2 separate regions of the Ovis aries genome follow, and region 2 is linked to region 1. The links are chromatin contacts, called in public Hi-C maps. All regions are on one chromosome and are shown on one strand. The core of a region is the stretch at or near the end of the contact, and the rest is flanking DNA. Distances in the headings are between cores, read along the strand shown.

Evidence for each region. A called contact is a pair of places that touch in the nucleus more often than the background predicts.
Region 2: a contact with region 1 is called in a Hi-C map of blood, with 2.5 times the contacts expected there. The contact joins the promoter of MGAT1 here to the promoter of CLK4 in region 1.

The regions. Positions count from the first base shown.
Region 1 is chr5:37,442,617-37,447,080 of ARS-UI_Ramb_v3.0, forward strand. CLK4 (CDC like kinase 4) reads right to left here and starts at 1,818. Exons shown (of 14, transcript XM_012178329.4): 1 at 1,734-1,818.
Region 2 is chr5:37,692,803-37,697,771 of ARS-UI_Ramb_v3.0, forward strand. MGAT1 (alpha-1,3-mannosyl-glycoprotein 2-beta-N-acetylglucosaminyltransferase) reads right to left here and starts at 2,075. Exons shown (of 4, transcript XM_060415724.1): 1 at 1,995-2,075; 2 at 699-1,119. It overlaps LOC105613357 (a long non-coding RNA gene), which reads left to right and starts at 2,587. Exons shown (of 2, transcript XR_009600683.1): 1 at 2,587-2,841; 2 at 4,299-4,969.

The DNA.
Region 1 (4,464 bases), core at 568-3,067:
TCTTACTGATTCTAACGCTATGCCCATCACACATACTTCTGATATGCAGCTTCTCTTTTAGCTTGCTTTAAAAAAGACAGACAAGGCACTGGTTAAGTTAAACAAAAGCTCTAAAACTCTAGTTAGGGTTCTCACTGGAAATTGGTAAGTGAGCATTTGGATTTGACCTATTCATAGGTCATTTGAATATGGGAAACTGAAATAAATCACACTATAAATTAAGGAGCAAAAAAGACCATCAGAAAAGCCATAAAAAGAACTCTATTTTTAGTGGAATTCTTCTGACCCTTTGATTACCCCAACTGTATTTTAATCACAAAGGAACTTTAAAATTGCTTAGTTAAGCATTCTTAAATCATACCAAGCAAAATCCCATCTGATGTTTGATGCTTATTATTATGACTAATACATAGTTTTTGCAAAACATGTCTGCTTCAGTTTTTTCCTTCTACTGTCAGCCAGCCAAAACTAGCTCACCTGTGAACAAAACGTAATTCTTATATAACCAGTTATCAATGTGCAAATATTAAAATAACAGTCTTGGGAGAGCCAAAGTTTTTTATTTCTCTAGCCAAGTTCACTACTTTCGTTTTAATTCATGTTAGGAAGCCCTCCTTCACTGCTATTCAGAATTATTTTCTTAGGAGGCCAAGAAAAGAATCCCGGACCCAGGTTACACAAATTAAGTTCCTTCACATACAAAACAAAAAACAAAAACAAAAACCCAACCCCCTAAAATTACTGCATTACCTCTAACTAGTAAGAATTCTACATGTTAGAACCATCAGACATCTTCCAATAAAAACACCAGATACAAAAAACACCAGATATGTCTATATCCGTCTTGGAAACCTGATTCTCTACTGCCTTTTAACACTCTATTTTACCCAACAATTTTATATCTATATATATGGCTTTAAAATATCTATAAAGGTTAAAGTTATGATTAGATGGCTCCAAGAGGATGTACCTGATAACAAAAAGCCTGAAGGTGTATGTATGGAACACAAGCATACAAAGATAGCTATAAAATGAGATCAGGAGATTGACCCGGTCAGTTTGGAGTGCTGTTTCCAAAGGACAGGATAAGCATACCACGGTTGCTTAAGTAATGAAAGACAGTGTGATTCAAAAGCATCAGAAATGCAAATCTGCTGCAATAATGACACGCTCCACTTTAAAAAGTTTGCACAATGGATGAGTCTCTCCATATTTACATCTCATAAGCACGAGCTAAATTCCACCTGAACTCGCAGACTTGCCCTCGGACGCCCAGTCCACAGCCCCAGCCTATCCGCCAGGGCACTTGGCCAGGGCCTTTGGCGCACTTAAGAGATTTGACCCCGGAAAATCCCCGAATGCTACCAACAGCTGAGGACAGGCACCCAGGGGAAGGTTTGACCTAGGAGTATACTTGCTCCAGGCGGTTCTAGAAGGGTTCCAAGACAGGTCCTCTGACCGGCGGGACGAAGCACGGCCTAAGTTGCCATGATGCGAGAGGCCTGGGTGCTCTGAAAAAACCTAGCGGCAGAGCCGAGGCCTTTTATCCCTAAGATTTTAAATCTACTATGACGCCCGGGCAACTTTAGGTTTTAAATGTCACAAGCAGAGCTGTGTCCCAAGCGCACCCCGGTCGCCAAGGCCCCGAATCCCGTCGTTTTTCCGACACCTGGCTTCGAGACTTACAAAACTGGGAAGCCGCCCAGCCCAGAACACAGTGCCTGAAGCCTTACCTCCGCAAAAACAAAAGGCCCTTTGGCCGAGAATTGTCGGCAAACCGCCGTCTTCTCTCTCCAAAAGCTGCGACAAACACCCTACAAAATGGCGGCAGCGCCGTCTCCCTACAACCCCCCGGCAGCCTCTAGCGCCGCCCACACCAGGCGAACGCGCCTGCGTGACAGAGCTCCCGCGCTCCCTCCCCACCCCTAAGGGGCGGGCTCCACGTGACGTCAGGGCTGGCCCCGCCCTCCACCACGCAGTTCTCCCCGCCGAGCAGTCCGCGCCCTGAGACCTGCTTTGGTTGAGGCTGCGCCGTAGATTGTTTTCGTTCTGGGAGCACCTGGGTCAAACTGGGCGGAAACGCCCTAAGCTTGTGGCGCCTGCCTGCAGCTGTGGGAGGGGTTATTCTGAATGCTGCACCTCTCAGCAGAGGCGACGAAAGCTCCGTTTCCTGCCCTTCCGCCCAAGTGGGCCGCACCATGGCACTTTGGCTGCCTGCCTTCCGCCTACCGGAGGACCTCAGTTCAGTTCAGTCGCTGAGTCGTGTTCGACTTTTTACGACCCCATGAACCGCAGCACGCCAGGCCTCCCTGTCTATCACCAACTCCCGAAGTTTACTCAAACTCATATCCATTGAGTCAGTGATGGAATCCAACCATCTCATCCTCTGTCGTCCCCTTCTCCTCTGGCCCTCAATCCCTCAACTCAGGCACAGTCATCACGAAAGAGACAAGCCCCAAATCGGCTCGGTAACCAGGTCCAGACTGGTGCTGGGGATAGTGTAGTTGAGCCTGCTTGCAACTTCCTGTCTAAAAATGGATTCCGATAATTAAGAGGATAGCCTAGGAAACAAGCTCAGAGGTGCTTATCTTTTTAAGGTCTATGCTCCTGAGAGAAACAGCAACAAAAAGAGAAGTTTCTGTTGAGACTCCCTACCTGCCTCCTGAGCAGATTTGGCAGCTAAAGTTTCCCTAACAAAGTTTTCCCTTTTATTTACCCCTGTGGGTTTTATTCAAAGTACCAATGTGAAGTCGCTCAGTCGTGTCCGACTCTTTGCGACCCCATGGACTGTAGCCCACCAGGCTCCTCCATTCATGAAATTTTCTAGGCAAGAGTACTGGAGTGGGTTGCTATTTCCTTCTCCAGGGGATCTTCCCGACCCAGAGATCGAACCCAGGTTTCCAGGAGAATAATATTTGAGAACTAGTGAGCCCAGTTAAAACAAGATATTTCCCAGTTGTAAGAATCCCTGGACCGTTTCCCATTGTGAGCTTTATGTAAGAAAAGAGGGTCAAAATTTAAGCCCTAAGGAGCACTTACGGGGCAGGAAAAAAGCCTGAAAATGAATGATCAGAAGAAGAGGAGAACCGAAAGTTGGTGTCAGAGTAAGGTAGGAGTAAGGATCTGTGTGCTCCGTCGTTAAGTGGTGTCTGACTCTTTGCAACTCCATGGACTGTAGCCTGCCAGAGTCCTCTGTCCATGGGGTTTTCCAGGCAAGAGTACTGGAGTGGGTTGCCATTTCCTACTCCAGTATTCATTAGAAGGACTGATGCTGAAGCTGAAGCTTCAGTACTTTGGCTGCCTGATTGGAAAAGCCAGCTTATTGGAAAAGACCCTGATGCTGGGAAGGATTGAAGGCAAAAGGGTAAGAGGGTGGCAGAGGATGAGATGGTTAGATTAGCATCACCGACCCAATGGACATGAAATAGAGCAAACTCCAGGAGACAGTGAAGGAGAGGGTAGCCTGGCATGTTGCAGTCCACAGGGTCACAAAGAGTCAGATACAACTTAGTGACTGAACAACAACAACTCCAGGGGCTCTTCCCAATCCAGGGATCAAACGCCTGTCTCTTGCATCTTCTGCATTGGCAGGCAGATTTTTTTTTTTTTTTTTTTTTACCATCAGCACCACCTGGGAAGCCCAGGAAGCCCAGAGTAAGGGAGAGAAGGGGTTAAATGAGAAAAAGACTGACAGTGACAGATGCTAGAGAGGCGGCAGGAAGGGTTGGTGCTGAAAACTGTCAGGATTTTGTGTTCTGGCAAACATGAATAAAAGAGAAAGTCAGAAATCAAATATGAGAGGGCAGAGTTGGGACTGTTGTAGGCCTAAACCAAATAGAATGAGTTTGTACCTCATTGAGTGAAAGGAGGGCATGCCATTTCATGATCTAATATCATAGAACACGTGCCACCCCCTTTGGATAAACTGAATTGTTATGGAGATTGTATCCCATGTCAAGAAGTGAAGAAGTGAAGTTGAAAAGATAATTGGAAAGTTGGAAGTGAAAATTTGATATCCTGTAGAATGAAACAGACAACTTTATTCTCCTCACCTGGAATAGCCACCATTTCTGTGTTTACAATTTTAAATCTCAGCCATCCTTCGATGTCTGTCTCTAAGATTCCGTTCCCGACTGCATTAGTTCCCACTCAGCTCCCTCTTCTTGAGTACTCCAGTTAGAGATGAAGCCCTCAAACAGCTGGCCAAGGCACACTGGTGTGCCTGGAGCCACCAAAATATGCTGACCAATTTTGCCCATAGAGTGAAATGTATTGGTTCTACATCTGATTATACTTACTGTTTCAAGAACATCTTATCAGTTAGGATGTTTAGCTGAGTAGACTGGGCCATCTTGCAAGGTAAAGTCGGACTCAGCTTGAGGCATACAGAGGCATAAATTAAGCTAGCATCAAAGAAAACTTACCATTTTTGCTGGAGCATGAAAGATCTTTGTCTCATGAGGA
Region 2 (4,969 bases), core at 825-3,324, 250 kb after region 1:
TTTCATTTGTTCCTTGCAAACAACCTGTGACGGACTTGGAAAGTTAGTTGTCCCCATTTTGCAAGTGAAGAGAACATGGCATAGCTTAACTGACATATCTAGTGGTTGTACACTAAGAATGGCAGAGTTAGGACACAAATCCTGATTCCCAAACCTATGTTCTGTTCCTCTGCTCTTACAGTGAGGTTTCACAGCCTACATTTCCTTAAAGGGGAAGGACGAGAGGCAACTTAGGAGGTATTCCAGACCATCTGCTACCTGCCCCCACCCAAGGCAGCTCTATTTAGTTAGCTCTCCAAAACACAGCAGTCTGCCTCAGCCTGGATAATCCATTCCAGAGTTGTATTTAGCCCAAACTGACTTGGAATCCTATTACCCAAGTGGGGAAAAAGCCCTGACAAGTAATCTAATACAACCTCCCTTCAGAGGCCTAAAGTCTTTTTATGTTCTCCTTGGTCTAACCTCACCACTGCCATTGCTCACAACTCCTTTCAAGGTACTCTATCTGGGTAATGAGCTACTGGGAACAAGCCTGCACCCTGAGAGGGAAGGAGAGGTGAAGTTTCCTGTGTACCCATCAGGGTAAGAGTTCTCATCAGGGCATTTTCTGAATGGCAGTGTCCCCGGACTCGCCCCACTCAACACTATCTGCACAGGAGCAGCAAGACACCAAGTGGGAAATGAGACAGGAACCTTACCTTTCTTCTCTCAGCTGCTCCCCTGAAGATCATCAAACCCCCATTCAGTACTCCATTTCCAAAACTGAGAATCCCAGATTAGAAACACCGAAGCGCAGCTTCTCTCCTCTGGTCCAGGTCCAAAGTCCATGGCTGAGTGGACTCTGAGTGGGAGGAGTCTGGGGGGGAAGGAGTATGTCCAGGTCCCTCCCCCCCCTGCAGGCTTCAGTGTTCCTCCCAGAGGTCTATTACATCCCTTCATTCAGCTGGTTTATTAAGCCCAGAGTCAGTGATAGGCAGATCCCAGGTACTATTCCGTCTCCTGTTCAGGGAAGGAAAGTCATCCACTGTGAGGGCTGGAGAGTCCGTCTTCTGTTGAAGCTCATGAGAGGAAACAGGCCTTAGAACCGGCATGGCCCAGGAAGCTGATTTCTGTGTTAACCTGAAGAATATTTAAACATCATGACACTCTCTAATCTATTATATACCCAAAGGAATCCCTAATACCTCTTACCTAAATGAGATTATCATCAAAAACCCTTCCTTAAACACTCCACAAGGTTATTCAAAGTACCTACCTCACTCACATATTCCACCCCAAAACAGTCACCTCAACAATATGTATACAAATATGACTCAAGGTAAAGGAAAGACAGCACCTAAAACCACTGCTGTGTGGAGACTGACTTCTAAGAAATACAGAAAAGAACATTCTCCTCCTGTTCTCCTCTTGTTTGTGCCACACACTAATCGCCCTACATCTCCCAAGCTTCTTAGGGTGTGCAGTGTTTTAATCGGCCAACTCTCCCAGTCTGAATTAAATCCATACCAGACCTAGACGCTGGCACCTTCTACAAGCATTCTTTGCCCCCTTCCCTTCACTGGCAGCCCCCCCTTCCAAAACTGTGCCAAAGATGTAATTCCCAATCTTCGTCAAACTCCTTCCTGGGGCGACTCCCGAGAGCACTTTCCTGAAATGCTAGAGGCCCGAATGCTACCACCAACAGCCCCAGTGATGTTCCAATTTTTTCAATCCAGTGGCCCACCCCGGCCGCCCCCTCCCTTCTAAGTTTATTCCTACACACACACACACACACACACACACACGCACGCGCCTTTCCTTCCTGTAGGGGCGTGGCGTCCACAAGAACGCCCCCCCACCCAGCCAAGAATTTGACTCCTCCCACCCTTCTCGCCGGAACCCCTTGCTCTGTGTTCACTGGGAAAGAGGGTAACAACGCGACCCTCTCTAGATTCTGATCCCCGCACCCCTCTGCGGCCCAGACGACCCTCGCCCTATCTGCGCTAGTTCTTTACCTGGGTCCCGCCCACCCAGACTCGGCAGGTATCCGCAGCCCACCCCTGGTCGGACTCCAGGCCCCAGGCCGGGTCCCCACTACCGGCCCAGGCCCCACCCCCTCGACCCCCGGCGCCCGGCCCTCCCCTCGCACTCCTTTCCCCCTCCCACCATCTACCACAGCCACTTCCGTCCGTCCTCCGGAAGTGGGTCCGCGGCAAGTGCCACCTCCCGTCATCCCGCCTTATCTCCCCCTGCCTATCACCACCGCCACCAAGGGAGCACGGAACGTGACTCTGCAGGACTTGAGGTTGTTTTGCAGTTACTATTCACAGAACTGCAGACGAGGTGTGGGCAGGACAGAGTGCGGGTGACAAAGGACATGGGGACAAGAGTAACGGCTGTGCAAGGAGGGGGCGGGGCAGAGTGTGGCGGAAAGCCGGAGCTTGCGTCACGTCGAGCCTCGCGGAAAGAAGAGCGCATGCGCATGACACCTCGGCCGGGTGGTGAAGTTTGGTGCTTGGACGGCTTGGCCAGGCTGGACTTGGGCGGGAAGGGGGCGGAGCGAGAGCCCGGAAGTGAGGGCGGAGTCGGCCAGGAGTAGTCTCGCCCATTCCCCTCGGTTTTACTGTCGCAACAACCTGCCTCTTTGGGGTTCTGAAGAAGGGTTAAGCTGGCCCACTCTCTGGATTCGAGTCCTGGTGAGAAGCAATTCTGGAAGCACCAAGGCCTGTGTTCACCCGTTCCTGCGCTGAGAGCTCTGTAGCAGTACTAGAAGAAAGCTGCTTTGTTTATTGCTTACTTTTCTCGCTGTATCTCTAACGGAGGCAGGACCTTCCTTGGGTCTGAAAAGAGACTACTCATACAGTAAGCTCTCCTCCCCCTCCGACCCCCAGGACAACTGTTTTACACGTATTGCGCGGAGCCCTTGTCAAGTATTAGTGTTAGTACGCGCAAGTCTGGACCATGGTTACCGTTCCCTGAGCAGCACAGAAGTCTTGCAGTGGTTAGATGGCTAGAAAGTGATAAGGGCTGATCGCGAACCTTGCAGTCTGTGACACTAACCTGTGTTGCCACTATCTTAGGCAAACAGTCTCCTCTTGAACCTTTCCACACCTTGAAACATTAGACTTCCAGTTTCCAAAATTGCCCTGGTTGATTTTTTTCTAAATGTATTGGTCAGACCTGTTCTTGCCTTAAAACTGCATGCAAAAGGAGCTACTACTAATTTTTGTTCATATGTCGTCTACTTAATGACATGTTCTAAAATTTTGCCAGGGCTGTGGATGACTTTGCAACCTTTGTTTTTTTCCCCTTTTATTGAAAACTGGAACTTAGTCTGTAGTCTTCTGGAATATCTTCTTTGATACTGAGCTGCTAAAATCCTTTGAATTTTCACATGTGATGAGAGTACTAGGAGGCTCTTTTGTTATAATATTTGACCTTTGACCTTAGTTCTTGCCACAAGGCTACAAAAACCCTTGGCGTTTCCTGGGTGATAGGAATGTCATTTGTTCTAAGGAGCAACTTTGGGCTCCTAGACAGCTTCTGAATGGGAGCTGATCTTTGGAAAGATCAAGCCACGATTAGAAAGTTGGAATTTTTTAGCATCTCCCTCCTGCGCCTTTCTTTATGGGAAGGCTTCCCTGTGGCTCAGCTGGTAAAGAATCCACCTGCAATGCCGGAGACCTGGATTTGATCCCCTGGAGAAGGGAAAGGCTACCCACTCCAGTATTCTGGCATGGAGAATTCCATGGACTATGTAGTCCATGGGGTTACAAGGAGTCAGACGTTACTGAGCGACTTTGACTTCACTCTCATGCCACCCCCTACGCTTGCCATTGTATTGAGATTGAGAGAAGGGTTGAAAATGAAGCTAATGATAAATCATGCTGAGATGATGAAGCATCCTTTAAAATTCCAACAAAATGGGGTTCAGAGAGCTTCCAGGTTGGTGAACACATCCACACACTGGGAGGGTGCCACACCCTCAACTCAGGAAGACTGAAGCTCCTGTGCTTGGGACCTGCCCCCCCATGCCTTTCCCCCACCCCCATATTCCCCACCCCAGGCCTCTACCTCTGTATATCATCTGGCATTCATCTATATCCTTTAATAAACTAATAAACATAGGTAAGTGTTTCCCAGAGTTCTGTGAGTTGTTCTAGCAAATTACTGAATCCTCTGGGTACGAGGTCACAGGAACCTCCAGGTAGAACAGAAGTTAGGAGTAACTTGGTGACTTACTACTTGTAATTGGCATCTGAAGCAGAGGCAGTCTCATTATACTGGTCCGTAACCTGTGTTATCTGATGTTATTTCAGATTGTGTCAGAATTGAGTTAGATTGTAGGACAACCAGCTGGTATCCCAGAGGACTGCTTGGTGGGAGAAAACGCCCATGCATTTGGTGTCAGAGGTAAAGTATTCTGTATGAGTAGTAATGAAGACATGTAGGAAGAAGACTGGGTTTTTTTTAGTACATTCGTTAATCTGACTTGCTGTTAACATCAGACTGAATCCAGTAGGAACTGCTGCTAATTTTAGGCAATCATATGTCATCCATTTAATGACATGTTCTAGAATCTTGCCAAGATTATGGAAAGATTTACAGCCTCTGTTTCCCATCCCACCCCACCACCCTTTTGAAAATTGTAACCTAGGTTCCAGTTTCCTGGAATATCTTCTACCCACACAATTTCTCCAGAATATTAGCAGTGACCAAGTTGCCTATTTACAGTACTGGGAATGTAATAATTACTAAGTCAGGAGTCTTGAAATGATTTTTTTATTTGGAAAGATGTTGTAATATTAGAAACAGTCTTAAGAGGAAATTTATATTGCTGTCACCCTCACATAATACAGTTCTACAAATAACTTCCTGATACTTTCACAACCCCAAATTTACTCCACTCAGCTGGCTTTCTCATTGGAATTAATGGTAACGCCAACATCGTTTGTTCAGGCCATAATGCTGAGAGCCATCCTCATACTCC